2 separate regions of the Triticum aestivum genome follow, and region 1 is linked to region 2. The links are chromatin contacts, called in public Hi-C maps. All regions are on one chromosome and are shown on one strand. The core of a region is the stretch at or near the end of the contact, and the rest is flanking DNA. Distances in the headings are between cores, read along the strand shown.

Region 1 (7,887 bases), core at 4,998-7,497, 150 kb before region 2:
GTGGGGAAAGAGAAACAGAAAAGTAAGTGAAAAAAATACAAATCTCACTTGGCTGAGATCTAGCCGCATCCATCAATTAATCATTGGCATTTGGAGTGTGCATTTGTCGATGTAGATGACTGAGAGACTCACCTTACAACACCCATAAGAATTAAGCAGATGAATAAACATTATGCAATGGGGAGGAGAGAAAATAAATCCATGGACCTCTCACGCCTGCTTCCCCTTTTACACCAAGGAATCTAGACGGGGATAACAGCAGAACAAGGAGATTGCACGAAGCACTAACTATTATTGCTGATTTAGCACAGAACATCTACTCTACGGGTTTGTTGCATAAAACACCACATGTAATCCTTCACAGCTAGGTATGTTGATTTGATATTTTTATAGGTGGATCCCACTTATAAATGCACGCATGACAAAGAAAACCGGCCATCAATCGACCAGATTAGCACAGGAATGTTTAGTTAGCCCCTTTTCTGTTTTATGAAATTCATCATTTTCAGAAAAAGTAAATAAAAGCATGATATACCATACTCAATACTAATCCGGGGAAATTTCAGCACAATTGGATGAAAGGTTTACGGACCTTCGGCTCGTTCCAGTGCTTGTAGTCATTACTAGATGGTCTACGGATCTGGATATAATTTTTATTATTTCTTCTGTTCCGTTGTATTGCCATGATTGAAGATAAACAGGTCAAAAAATTCCTCACTTAGTTGGCCTGCTGATGTGGCCGATATTTTGTCACCCGTGCACTTACCACCAGATATACTCATCAGAAATCATGTAAAACCTAAATGCCAGATTAGACTTAGCTGCAACAGATTACACCAATATGTGATGTTTTGTGCAACAAACCCGTAAGATAGGTGTTCTCTGCAAAATCAACAACAATAGTTGATGGTTTGTGCAATTTCCTCCGGCAGAACACCACTAGTGAAGTCAATCTCAAGGACAAGAGAGGCGTCACCCCATCATCATTATGGTAGTGAGCTTCTTTTCATTGAGCGCACACAGGAAACCTCGGCGGTTGGTTCCATGTCCACATCAGCTTTATCTTCTCTCCCCCGGTTCACATGCGCCGCCCATCCCGTGCCGCCACCAATTCGTTCATCGCCCATCATCATTTTGAAGAATGATACCGTGAACGTGAAGAACAAGTATGTGAGACAATATTTGAAGTCACGGAAAAGATCCAACGACATAAAGATTCGGCGAGGTTGTTCGTTTCCAACCCACCAATAATCACTAGAAGATGTCACTTCAGCTCATTTAGACTTTATAATTATTTGCCACCCATTTTTTTTTGATTTTTTTATCAAGTATATTCTAGTTTCCACTAGATTCGACTTGAGAAGCGTTATTATGGGGGCAACAATGTACATGAGTAAGTAGCAGTGACCCTATACTTATTTTCTTTACCAAATTCTACTTAACTTTTGCCAGAGTAGAGATTCAATTCAATCCAGTCCGCGATGGCTAAAAATGAAACAAAGAAAAATACGCATATCAACAGTTGAGCTGAAAACAGCAGGGCAACTGACCAACAAAGTCAGCTTGTGAGTTGCAAGCGCAACTAAAAAGAGGTCGGCATTGGCAGCCAAAGAAAGCCAATAAATATTCAATGCAGAGATGGCGACAGCGATTGCATGCCCGCATCAACCATTATCCACCGATATCTTATCCTTATATTAGCACCGTCAACTGGTTTTTTAGACAGAAAATCAAAGTGGTGCCATGGAAAGTTGTAGCACTGCATGTTTTCTCAAATGCTCCAAACAAGTCCCCCACTGAAGCCCAAGGACCGCCGTTTCTCGACAGCATGCAACGCACACTGCGGAAGTAACCAAATGAAATGTGGATACTGGATCATATTTGATTTGACAATGCATATGCTGATGCTGAATCCAACTCATGCTTGCTAACATAGTGGATCCAGGAAAGTCAAGAGTACAAACATTAAGGTCCTAGGTGGTTGGCTAAACAATTAACTAGTAGTAGTAGAGAAGGCGGCTACTGCACAGACGCAATTGACACTCAGTTCTTACACAGGCACCCCCGCATCTTGATCTGGTGCAGTGCAACAACAATCTTGTTCACTCCTCAGGTTATTTTCTGGAAAGAGAAAGAGAAGAACATTTCATGACATTTTCAAATAACTGCTCCAAGAACATCCTGTGTTTCTAAAAGGATCGACATCCCTGCGAAAGAACATGCCAACGGTCTGACATTACCAAAGAATACATATCCATTTACGCCATCAATTATAGTTGCCAAACAACATGTAATTTCCAGTGGCATCAGACAAGTGATGATGAAAGATCAATGTTCTTTTTTGAGTTTTTCCATCAGGAAACGTTGGTATTTATTTACCATTTTCCCTATGGTACAACCAGACTAGCACAAATTAGTTTCCATACATAAAATACAATAACCATGGAACACAATCTACATAGCACATATGGATGTCAGCACCCCTATTTTTCAGCTTTCTAGAAACACGATGACGTGAGTTTCGGAAGTTTCTGACTGGGTAAACTAATAGAACCCTAGAGAGATTAAGTACAGGTATCAAAGCCCTTGAGTTGTGACAACACATAATCTTAAAATAAATTAGCGGCATGAAACTGTGAATCCCGAAGTGTGTGAAACAGGATCATGCCAATTTAGTTGACAAGCTCATGAGCCTTATTAACTTACCTACTTAACTATTAGTCATGAAAATTCACAAGTAATCTCATGTCTTGCTTAATTATTTCATACAACAATGCAATTGGGTGCTTCAGTTAGTTGTCTGATCAGATTACAACAATGGGCATCAAACAACAAGAACCAGACATGGCTCTGACCTTTGTTAGGCTCATGATGATAAAATGACTGCTACAAAAAACATATATACCCATTGAATTGATGATGCTGAACCCAAACTCGTTCTTATTAGCATAGATATCATACACTCAAGGAAGTCAAAAGTAGAAACCTTATGATACTGGGCACTTGATTAATTGATTAACTAATATAGAAGCTGTGATTTGGTTACTACTAATTAGGATGGTCATAGAAGTAACTAGAATGAAGAAAAGTAGGAATTAAATAAAGTAACAGTACCATGGCCAAGGGAGAGCTCAACCACTGCTCCTTTCCTCTAGCTTATCTTAGTACTGCCTAGTGGCTACATAGTCATAGATGCAACTACACTGAATTCGTATACAAGCACCCACATTAATCCGGTGCAGTGTGACAAGAGTCCTGTCATTCTTCAAGCCAATTCCTGGAGAAAAAATATTTTACGACATTGTCAAATTTCTGCTCCAAGAATCTATTGCACGTTCTTGAAAACCACAGTGCCAAAGATACATAGAGTTACACCATCAATTATTACAAATATTGTTGCACCTAAACAACCACTTACTAATACTATTGTACTTAAGAATAGCCCAGTGCATACCTTGGAATACTGGTGACTTGGCCAAGCTCTGCCTTCAACAATGGTGTAAGAGACATGCAGACGAAGAACCTAACTGTTATTATGCTTCCATGTAGTTATAGCATAAATTATCCTTCCTTTCCACCCTTGGAGGAGCCATCCACTGTCTTCGTCTATGACAAAATCTTTGTGATATATATCTTTCACTTTGTCTTTGGCTTTTATCACAATGTCCTGGTTTAACGGAGACTGAACAAATCCAGCCCTCAGGTTCCTGACTTGCCACTGTTTATATGTCTCTGGTCTCTCGACTCTGTCTGAGCCCTCACATGCAATCACATTGAGTGCCTCTCGGCCAAAGAGATCCCTCTCTATGAGCCTACGCTGGTCATCATCCCGCGGCACAGTTGCCTCAAGCATGTCAAACAATGCAGAGAAATGGAACAATGCCTCACGGAAACGTGTGATGAAGAAAGGAACACTGTATGACCCATTCACAATCCCATGGATGAAAATTGCTGGATTCACTTGCCTTATAGTGTTGAGCACCCTATTCCTAGGGCTGTCTACAGCCACTGTTTCGTCAATAAGATTTCTGAAACGGTACAGGCAATTAACAATCACCACTTCGTCTTTGCCAACCTTGAGATCCTCAGCACGGATGGTTTCCCACTTTGATGCTATGCCATGGTACTCAAAAGGCACCTCAAACTTCTTGGCATACTCTGCAAGCCTCTGTCCCGTCTCTTCGATGCGCTCGGTAGGGCGGAAACCAGGCTCGGGTACATCAATTCCCGTGATGCGAAGAATTGGTGGACCACCTTCCCTCTTGGAGAGACGCCTGATGAGGCATGGCCATTGGAGGCCAAAATAAATGCCAAAGTCAATTATGTGCACCTTCTTTGCATTTTTTGTCATGCTCAAGATTGTTTGATTGGAGAGGAAATGTGAGAGCCTCTTGAATGGGCATGCTGCAAAGTAAAGATGGTACGCCTTAAGCATGTCGGACGCGGTTGTCCGCTTTGCTACAAGCCTATGGTACTGCTGGCTCCCTGTACCAGCCAAGCGAGCCTCGAGACCCTGTGCAAAGCAAAACGCCAGCCTCTGGCTGCCATCCCCATTTACCTTAGAATGCTGTTTTATTTGCTTCAGCAACTCATTAGCAGTTCGGCGGTCATCAGCTGCCACTGCCTGTGCACAGTGGATGAGGATGGTCCTAAGGTCCACCACATCATTTTTTGTCGGCTTCCTGCCCCGTGTCTTCACCCCAGTTGTTCCTTTCGTTTGAATGACCTGAGAATTCTTGGAAGCTTCGCTGCGCATCTTTTCTCGCAGAACTGTAGCCTTCTTTTCAGTTTGACGAAACAAATCATCAAACATCTCAACCCAATCATCAGGCTCATCGGAACAGAATGCAGATTGTTTAATGTTTCGTCCTTCTATCAAGTCAAGATCTTCGCTCTGTCTGTTTTTCTTGGCCTTCAAGACCTCTGTCCTGCTGACATTGAAAGGAATGTCTTTCACTGCTTCTTGAGGCTTTGAGACACCAGCAGCTTCTAAATCAATCACTAGCTTATCACCACCAGGGAGAAACTTCTGTGCTTCCTCGACACCTCTCCTGAAATCCCAAGTTGGAAGGCTCTCGAACAAATACTCGGGGATCCTGCCGTTGGTGATCAAAGGATCTTCTAGTGACTCTGCTGCATCAGAAACACCACTTGATGAGGCAACCAGTGGCTGAGAAGATCGGCCACAGAAGCCGCGATAAGCTTCCAGCTGCTCAGAGTGTCCAACATTATGGCACTGGTTGCTATGAACAGCACCACCGATGCTGCCGCTAGTACCCACACTGGACAAGGACTGGGCATGACCGCTGCTGCTGCTCTCACTGGGGCTGTCCAGGGACCAAGTGGTGAGCGTGCGGTCAGGGGACGGCGGGAACTTGTGCCCAAGGATGTCATAGAAGGGCTTTGCGGTGGCACGGAGCGTGGCGGACTCCTCCTGGTACACGCTGACCTTCTCATCAATGTCCTCCTCCATGAGCATCCGGCTGATGTAGTTGAGCGACTCGTCGGAGATGAACTCCCAGTCTTCGGGGTTGTCGGTCTCTGTGTTGGTGGCCCTGGAGAGGGTGGCCACGGGAGCATTGGGACTGGGTTCCGCGGCCGCATGGTGTGGGATCACCGGCTGCGGATCATTGAACATGAAGTACTCTGGTGCTCCGCAGAACTGAATCATTGAGTGGATCAGTGAGCCTGAAATGGTCTGGTGCTCCACAGAACCTGCGAAACATCATGGAATTCTTCAGTCAGAGAGAAGATGTCAAGCGATTGAGTTTGGGGTGAACCATCTATTTGATTTCTGAGCAGAAAATAACAGGAAGGAACACACTGACTAAAGCGCTGCAGTTCACGGACTTGGCAGGCTGGTGGCGATGACAGGCGGATCACGGACTGACGCTGGCACCATGCTCACCTGAAGGCATCGATCCTTGGCGAGGCGGACGGTGGCGGAGGGACCTCGCGGCCGCGAGGCCGAGGCCGAGGCCGGTGAGGTCCTGCGCGGGTGGGGCGGCGTGCGCGAGATCGCGGGGAGGCTGCGGGGTCGATGTCATCGCCTGCCGCCTCGTCGCCGCCGCAGCCGGGCCTCCGGTAGCCGCGCGGGATCGGCGGGGGAGGAGAGAGGGGGGCGCGGCGAGGGGCAGACAGAGAGAGAGGGGGGGAGAGAGGGGTGATTTGATTGGGGAGGCGGATCAAGTGTGCGCGGCTGGGCAGAGGGATTCCTCCTTTTGCTCAGTTCCCCAGCGGCGAGGTCTCTCGGGAGTTGGACCCGGAGCTGGTAAAAGGAAAAAAGAAATCGCGTCCCGTGATGGTGGCTGGCTAATAAGTAAGTCGAGTAAAAGATAATCGAGGTCTCAGAGATTTCCAGAACCTCGATGATGGTGGCTCCTGCATGCGAGGGTTTTCTTCTTTTCAGCACCGCGAATGCGACGCCCCCTCCGCAGGATTACGCTTTGATTACACCCGCCACGCAAGAGTTGGAGAAACACCCTCCCTCTCGTGAGCAAAATACATTTTGGCACGTGTGCTGATGGGCAGGCACGCACGCACGTACACCGTCGTTCATCTGTGCCGTGATCTGAAAACTCTTGTTTTTCCTAAATGATTAGATATATTATAAAAGTTTATCAAAATGCAGAGAATCTCAAACATAATAGAAAATATATCAAGATTTTAAGACCACCGAACGATGTTAGAACGAGTCATCAACGCGCAGGGCCGGTCCTAAGATTTCGGGAGCCCGGGGCAAAAAACAAAACCGGGGGCCCTTTATGCATCATGCATGTTTTGATATTTTTTAAAAGGGGTTACTCTTAACTTTTTATCGATGGAGTGAAAAAACGGCATGTCGACTTAGTTTTGTAATTTAACCGAATATGATTATATTAATTCTATCTTTCTTTAAATTTTGCCAAGGAAGTTGCGCGCAGTGTATATTTCATATATAGTGTGCCACACACAAAAATAATATTTGAACGGATCCTTATCACGCAGCTAGAATTACTTTATAATTTACAATGCTAAAATTAATTTAGCCACTTAAATAAATTAAATCGATCATGCATTCTCTAATTAATTCATCTCAGCTATTAGTATCACTACTCCATGGATCCTAGTAGTCATTCTCCCCCATTGTGTTTCATCGACTACCAACACAGCCAGATTCATTAATCAGAAAGCCGGACAACTATACCCTACTCTTCTTCGCTAATTCACCAGCTACTCCTATCTAGCAGAACCTAGATAGCTCTTGGATGATGAATCAAGAAGATGCTTACCTATTCTGTTGTTCAAAACTGGGGTATTGTTGCTCCTGTCCGACCAACATGAAATCACCCGAGTCGCCGTTGAAGGAGGAAGCATCGGTGAGGCCTCAGCGGGAGGATGTTGTGGCGGCGGGAGTTGTGCCTGATGTGTGCTTAAGGGATTTGTTTGAGGCTAGGTCGATCGCTAATGTTGTTGTGTGTGGGCCAGTGGGCCTACACGTGGGAAACGGAAATTCCACTAATTCAGGGAATCGTTGATTTACTTGCCCACTACTGCACCTTCATGTACAAGGCATTTTTTTTAGAATCCTTCACGTACAAGGCATGTTACACCTACATTAGCGCAGGGTCAATTTTTTTCACGGGCCTAATACACAGAGCACACATACGTGGGGCCCCCTACCTTTCGGGGGCCCGGGGCGGCCGGCCCCTGACCCCCCCCCCCCCATCAGGGCCGGGCCTGTCAACGCGCTGCCCTATCGGAGTCAGTTTGACCTTGTTGATGCGATCCGAAAAGTCTTCATGCACATGCCCCTAAGGACCAGCGCGCTGGAGTCGCAGTCGTCGTCGTTGAACCCTTGTATAGATCTAAAGCACTTAACACCAAATCTGGCCACATGACGACAAA
Region 2 (7,688 bases), core at 3,325-5,824:
ATAGGACTGAAGAAAGATGCAAATGATAACTAAATATGATAAAATGAGGACTGATACTATTACAAAAACTAATATAAGACTGAGAAGGCAATCTTACAAACTGAGGAACAAAAATAATGAATACAATTGAAGAATAGTAAGAAGTCAGTTGTTCACCTTAGAATGAATACATAGACAAAATGATTGACAACAACATAAGAGACCAGAGCAAGAGACTTAGAGAGAAATGGACAAAATACACTAGAGTGAAGAAAATGAACAAAAGTCACTAGGCCGTGACCACACACGCCTCTAGCCAGCTAGCCGACACCTTAGAATAGTGCACAACGACGTCCACAATTCCATGCTCGTGCAACACTGGCAATCTTCCTACACAAGATTAGCATATGAGAATGGGCCAGAGCTCAACTGACTAGGAACCCCCCAAAAAGGGGAAACTTGACCACCTCAAGCAGTTGAGACTACTCATTGAAGAAAATTCGGCCGGACTACCGCTATTGCATAAGTATCAATACATTCACAGAAAAAATGCGTGTATGAATTGGTTAAGGGGGAATGTATATGTTTAGCAAAACACTAGTGAACAAAGAAAAAGATGGGGTGCATAAGACTACAATTTAAGCTATATAAAGGTGCAATCAAACCTTCTGACTTTTGAAAAAAAATGGTCGAGGAAGCAACAAAAAAGGTCGAGGGAAGCAACAAGCTTGATGACCGAGAAACAGGGACTTGCGTGATAACAAAAAACATGGGAAATATATAGAGACAATAAAATAAGATGGAACACCTCAGATATGTGATTCAGGGTACTGCTTGTACCAAATTGCTGCAGATTTTCATATGTGCATAATGTAAAACAAGACTACAACATTCATGGACACCATGAATCAAAACAAACACCTAGTAACTAATATATGTAGTATATTATCTTTACAAGATAGCATGACTTTCACATTAAATAAAATTGAGCACATGGTAGCATTTCAGTTCCATCTAGACACAACGAGATCATCACAAAAGCATTGGTGTTGCCTTAGTTTTAATTGGCTGTTGTAGAGAATTGCAAAACTGAATTCCAATAACCTGAAGCAGCAGAAAGGGATTAGGACTTGATTGCTACAGATCTGCAAAATTGAACCCGGATGAACCTATACAATAACAGAGAGAGTTAGGATTTGAGATCTGCTTGTGTTCTAGGGTTCAAGAAGAGAGAGGGACAGACTCACAGACACCAGAATAGAGGGTAATGAGGCGCCATATGAAGAAGGGAGGGGGAGGGGTGTCATGGGAATGGAGGGATGGGCACCATGGGAGGGGAAGGAGAGAGAGAAGGCGCCATGGTAGGGAAGGGCATGCTGGAGGAGAGGGGCAACAAATGGAGAGAAGAAAGGGAGGCGATATCCACAGAGAAGATAATATCTGAAGTTTGACCTCTCCGTCGTCGCCTCGAGCCCACCGTCGTCGCCATGGATAAGGATTGAGGAGGACAGACTAGATCCTCCACGCGACACTGGAAAAAAGCGGGCGCGAAAATGACCCAAAAGGATCCACTAAGACCCACTAAGACAAAGCGGGCCCGAAAAGTTCAGCCACACCAGCGCAGATCTCAGAACTGAATCGAACGACTGAAAATTCGACTTGAAGCCAAAATGAAAACAGACGACTGTTTTTTAGTAAAACTGTAAATATATATCCAGAAGGCACCAGAGTTTTCAAACAATAAAATCCCACAGCCTTGCTATCTTCAGTGTACCATGTGTTTATACTCCGCTTTCAATGATGCTGATGTTGGAAAGATCAGACATACTTGCGAGCAAGATGTGATATCCAAAACACTGATATTTACAACTGAAGATATCAAATATTTACAATATCCTCACCAAAAAAATTGTCAAGGTCGGCGGAGGCTGAGGGTGGCGGCGCGCCAGGCTGTGTTTGCCTCTTCTCACCCATCTACATGCCTCGCCTTGTAGCACCAGACATGTTTTCTTCCAAAACATCGTGACTGTTCTTCTACTTTTGTTGAAAATAGAACCGGTGCTTAATTTTCACAGGCATCGAGGAGAATGCATACCAATGCACCAACACCAAAGAGCAATTTCAGTCCCATCAATTTAAGTTGCACAACAAAACTTGGTCCCATCAATTTCAGTTTCACGACAAAACCGTTGCAACATTCAAACAACTCACCACACGGTACATTGGAATGGATACATCACGCGACAAACTACTAACTTATTCCAACACCTTAAAGCTATTTTTTCCCCATAACCCAGAGAACAATGCCGCCACCGGTTAAGCCGATTCCGACTTGGTGTACATCCTAATGGCGACAGCCAGACCAAGTATGGCCAAGGGGACCAGGAACTGGAGGATCTTGATGATGAACTCAGGGGTCTTGTCTTGGTTGTAGTGTGGTTGCTTCGGCGGAGTGTACTTTGTCCGGGCAGGTATCGTAGCCGTATCCACGTCGCCGACATAGTACTCGTCCAGCATCGCACGGGCGGTGGTGCTGTGCCCGACATCCTCAAAGTCATCAGTTGCGTCCTTGGCTGTAAAAGGGCCCATGTGTTAATGCAAGTTATTAGGCTAAATCACAAGTTCACAACTTCTGCAAGCATGGCATGGCAAGAAGGCGTTACCAGTCGAGGACAACAGTACATCATCACCTCCAGGGTGATCCTCCAAAAACTTGGTCACATCATATACCTGAACATTAGAACACAGTGTCAGTGATTGTTTTTCTCAAGAAGGAACAAAATTTATAACCATTCTCCTCTAAACTAAATTTATAACAATTCTAAGCCTCACTACTGACATAAAAGTAACGGTGTTAATTAAAGAGCATTGCCACATTGCTCCTGCCATATAAAACAAGTACAAGAAGAAAGCAGCCCTTTCAACGTGAATAAAGGCTAATCAAATCTGTCTTTATGCAATATAAGCCTGCTTATAGAGAACTTTCAGGTTCCGAAGAAAGATAAACATAACTACTCTGCAAGGTTTGTACAAAATATGAAAAATTCACCTTAAACTACGCCACTTTGCAAGGCTTAAACAAAAATAAAATGAGTTTTTTTGGGCTAAAATAAATGTTAAAGACTTGCTTTTCATTGGTACACATGGGATAAAGGGTACTGATGAATATAATTTAAAATCTTTATCTTAAGCCAAGACCTAAGTGTTGTTACTGTAAGGCAGATTTTTTGGATGCATAAAACATGAAAAATAAACTATGACAAAAGATTCAGAGTTATGTCCAGAACTCAGATGGAGAATTGGAAAAGGTTAACAAATGTGATTCTTACGGGGGTAAAATATAGTCTAGAGGATGGAGAATGAATCTCAATTGGTCTGGGACCTGAGAGTTTAGTTCTCGTCTGAAAGACTGAAATTGTGGACAACTTTATAGTTGGTCATGTAGTTATGTTCTCGTGGCAACTATGGAACAAGCTTGAGCAACAAACATGGGTCAAAATATCATCTAATCACCGGTAAGTAACCTCTTGTTTTTTCCTAGAAAGGGCAACATAACACTCAAGAACCAAACATGCAACTATTTTTACATAGCAAAAGGTAATTGACTAGTGAATCTACGGTAACCAAAAGGGCAATCCTTTTTGCAAACCAGGTCGAGCAGGATCAACTAGAAGAAGGTTGCACGGCAATATAAACGCAATTCATCGGTTCCGACCTTGTCTGCTGGTCTGGACCGTGGTTGTATCGGTACTCTGGCTTTATGTATATAAAAGCGGGGTGAGAGCCTAGTTTCTTCTGACCACCATCAGAAAATTATACACACTCGCTAAAAGTGTTCGGACCTTGTATATAGCGGGGTACTCAGTAATTTATCGGTTCCGACAGGTGAAAATTCTGGAAGTAAACCAGAGTGTGTAATCTCTCAGGCCAATTCACAATTCAAAGAGGTACCAACTATTTACCCCAGGAATCGCTCGACATGTACTAAACCAAACTGATTCTTCTTCAACATAACCAATAACTCAAGTAATAGTCCGACGGTACTGTGCAGATCTGCCGGCGGATAACTCTAATCGTACCAGGCCAGCACGTAACACGTATCAATTGCTTTGGCAAATCGATTAGGGCATGTTGTGCTGCAAGCTACCAGTATCACGACCCTCCGAGAGAAAGAAAGAAAGACTGAATCTTGGCGTAACAATAATCGCAAGGAAACAATCAGGAGGGGCAGCGGGGAGAAGATGCGTGCGTATACCTTGCCGGCGATGATGAGCCAGCAGTCGTCCTTGGTGTTGTGCTTGGACACCTCCTCCAGTGTCAGCGCCGCCTTGGACATCTTCCCCCTGCTTCTCCTCCGCCTGGTCGAGTTGATACGAGACTGGGATTCGCAGCCGCAGATCCGCAAGAATTCAAGCTGCTGCTGCTACCTGAGAAGAATCCGGCAGGGAAAGGTGGGTGGCGATGCGATACGATGTGAATCTGGCTGGGGATACGATTGCGCTTCTCTCCTTTTTATAAAAAATCGCGAGGAGACGGGAGGAAGCGCTCGGCAACAACCACAAGTCCAACTCCACCCGAATTGCGTTTCTTCCTCGCGTTGTTCTTGGCGTCCCGTTCCGACTCCACCTACCCAAAGTGGCCATCTGGGCTGGGCCAGGCAGGCCGGCACGTTAGCCCGCGTGCCCGGCCCATGGTCGGCCTGGCACGGCACGTGGCCCACTAGGGCCGTGAGGCTGGGCATGTGTGTGCCGGTACAACACGGCCTGTTTACTTTTTTTATTCTTTTCAGACTTTTTTTTGTACATTAGCCTCAAATCAGCACAATAGGCCCAAACAACCCAAAATCAGACGCCCCGGTGGGCTAAATGTGCTGGTGGGCTGACCCGTTTCCTTGCTATGACGTGCTTGGGCCACGGAGTGCAACACGCCTGCCGGTCCGGCATGGTCTGTGTAGTTAGCGTGCCTAACCCATATAACCCAGGTCGACACGTATCGTGTCAGCCCATCTGGCCAAGTTTGCACCTATCTAGCCGAACCAAACTATTTGTGTGGGACCTACCTGTCTAGTCGAAGTGAGGGAGGAGTAGACTTTTTTCGTAAAAAACTAGATTTATTATATATTATAAAGGTTTATAAGAAATACAAAGCACCATAGACATAATAAAAAAATTACATTGAGGACCTTGTGCCACGAACGAGCATTACCGCCCTGAACGAGTCGCCGAGGCGTCGATGTTGCCATGTACCTATCAGAGTCGGCTTGCCCTTGTTGATAATAGCCGAGAAGTCTCCATGCAAGTGCCCCAAAGTCGCACGCGTCATCATTGAACCCTTGAATCAATCACGTGCCCCAAATAGTCATTAAGGCATGCATGGTATTTCACCATGTCTAATGCAAGAGGACAGACAACCTTCTTGGCTTCGTAAGTAGTCTTAGGCAATTCATTGTCCTTTGGCAAAACCTTTGCAAGGTTTTTTTTGAGAGTACGCCAATAGCGTAACATATTTTTATAGAAGAGAGAATAAGATTTACAAGAGATGCCTTACGAATGGATGCACACATCCATTCTCAGGCAACACCCGGAAACAAACCACACCCAAGATCCTAAGCCTACTCTCTCACGAAACGTGACAACCCAACACCTCCAACTCCGGCCTCAATCCACTCATGCAGCTCACGAAGAATCGCGTCTATCAATTCAATCAAGGAACTCTGTTAACTTCTTCTATTGAATACGCGATTATTCCTTTGTTTCCAGAGGGCCCAAGCCACCACAATCACAAATGTGTCAAAAGCCCGTTTGTTAGCCTTGACACTCCCCTTCCTTGCTAATAGCCACCAATCCAGCAGATTATCATTCTCAGTCGGCCTCGTGACCTGCAAGTTGAGGGCTTGGAGACCCTCATGCCAAACTTCCCTAGCGTACACACACTGGATCAAAATATGCTCAGCGTTGTCCTCTTCCTGCAGGCACGTGTAACAAGCTAAGGGTCTATCCTGAAGCCCATGCTTAGCACGTCGATCCGAGGTCCAAATGCGATGTTGCACGGCCAGCCAAGCAAAAATCTTGCACTTAAGAAGTGCCCAACTCTACCAGATGCAAGAAGCGAAAGGCACCCTCCGGGTTTCGAGGCAAAGGCGATGATATGTGGATCTCGCAGTGTAACTACCCGAGGGGTCTGGCGGCCAAGAGAAGCAGTCCGGTCTGTTCGGATCACGCTTGATCGTGCTAATAGCCAAGTTGAGGTGCACAAGCTGCATATGCCCAACGAATGTGAGATCACCAGTCACATCCTGCAACCATCTGCCATTGTCCAGAACCTCACTGACTGTGCGTCTGTTCCTCGTGCGAGTAGCCACCATGGCATGGATAAGCGGAGCAATGTCCGCGGCCGCAAAACCGTGAATCCATCTGTCTCTCCAGAACAACACCTTGGTGCCATCTCCAACCTCAATCTTGACTAGGCTATCAAACACTGTGCGGGCTTGTCTGTCCTCAGTCATAGCTAAGCCTTGCCATGGTCTTTGCGAATCCGTCCGTTTCAGCCACTCCCATCTGACTCTTAGTGCGATCCCCTGCAGCTCCAGATTTCTGACTCCCAGACCCCCAAGGAACATGGGCCTACAGATCGTGTTCCAGGCCACCAAGCACTGCCCACCGTTCACCTTGTCCTTCCCAGCCCAGAAAAACGCACGCATCCATTGGTCGATTTCCTCCAACACCCAGGCTGGCGCCTCAGCAATCATGAAATGATGTATGGGTTTAGCAGCCACCACAGACTTAACGAGCACAAGACGGCCTGATCTCTGGAGCAGCCCACGTTGCCAGGCCGGGGCGCAATGCTTAGCTTGATCTACCATCGGTTGCCAGTCCGCACGGCTAAGTTGGTGAATTGCGAGCTGCAAACCTAGATACTTGCAAGGAAAAGTTCCCATATTGCATTGCAGCAAAGCAGCCACCCTATCCCTGTCAGAAGCATCACCATGGATCATCACTGCAGATGACTTGAGATAGTTCACTCGAAGGCCCGACGCATCATCGAACATCTTGAGAGCTTCTTTAACAAATCTCAGATCCACCTCAGAAGGCTTGACAAACATAGCCACATCATTCACATAAATCGAGATCGTCTAGGTAGCAAAGACCCCAGCAATCCTACTAGACACACCCAAATCAGCAGCTTTACTCGTGATCTTAGAGAGGACGTCCATAGCAATGAAAAAAAGGAGGGGGGAGACCGGGTCTCCTTGCCGTAGCCCTTTCAAGTGTTGGAAGCTTTTTCCCGGGATCCAGTTGACAATCACTTTAGTAGATGTCGTCCTTAACAAGATGGAGATCCAGGACAACCATTTGGTCCCAAAACCTTTCTGCTTCATCACCTCGAAGAGGAAAGGCCAAGCGATCGAGTCGAAAGCTTTTGAGATATCAAGTTTCAGAAAGACAGCAGCTTCCTTGCGAGCATGAAGTTTCCTTGCAACTTGCCGAACCAGAAGAAAGTTATCATGCAGGTGTCGGCCACTTATGAAGGCAGATTGATTTACAGCCACGGTCTCTGGCATCCTGCGCTTAACTCGATTCGCCAGCATCTTCGCAAATAATTTTGCAGCACCGTGGGTCAAGCTTATAGGGTGGAAGTCCCCCACGACCTCCGCATCTGGTTTTTTCGGGATCAAGACGATATGAGCACGATTCAACTTGCCAAAACCC

Evidence for each region. A called contact is a pair of places that touch in the nucleus more often than the background predicts.
Region 1: a contact with region 2 is called in a Hi-C map of leaf, with 3 times the contacts expected there. The contact joins the promoter of LOC123103094 here to the promoter of LOC123103092 in region 2. A contact is called at or near these places in 2 of 5 Hi-C or Micro-C datasets (both in leaf).

What each region holds. Positions count from the first base shown.
Region 1 is chr5A:311,832,316-311,840,202 of IWGSC CS RefSeq v2.1, reverse strand. It overlaps LOC123103094 (scarecrow-like protein 9), which reads right to left and starts at 6,247. Exons shown (of 3, transcript XM_044524584.1): 1 at 5,909-6,247; 2 at 3,455-5,715; 3 at 3,115-3,277. The coding sequence starts at 6,047. The coding sequence ends at 3,524.
Region 2 is chr5A:311,675,898-311,683,585 of IWGSC CS RefSeq v2.1, reverse strand. It overlaps LOC123103092 (cytochrome b5), which reads right to left and starts at 4,574. Exons shown (of 3, transcript XM_044524583.1): 1 at 4,235-4,574; 2 at 2,643-2,709; 3 at 2,099-2,552. The coding sequence starts at 4,315. The coding sequence ends at 2,296. It overlaps LOC123103093 (a long non-coding RNA gene), which reads right to left and starts at 1,509. Exons shown (of 3, transcript XR_006449654.1): 1 at 1,227-1,509; 2 at 1,084-1,148.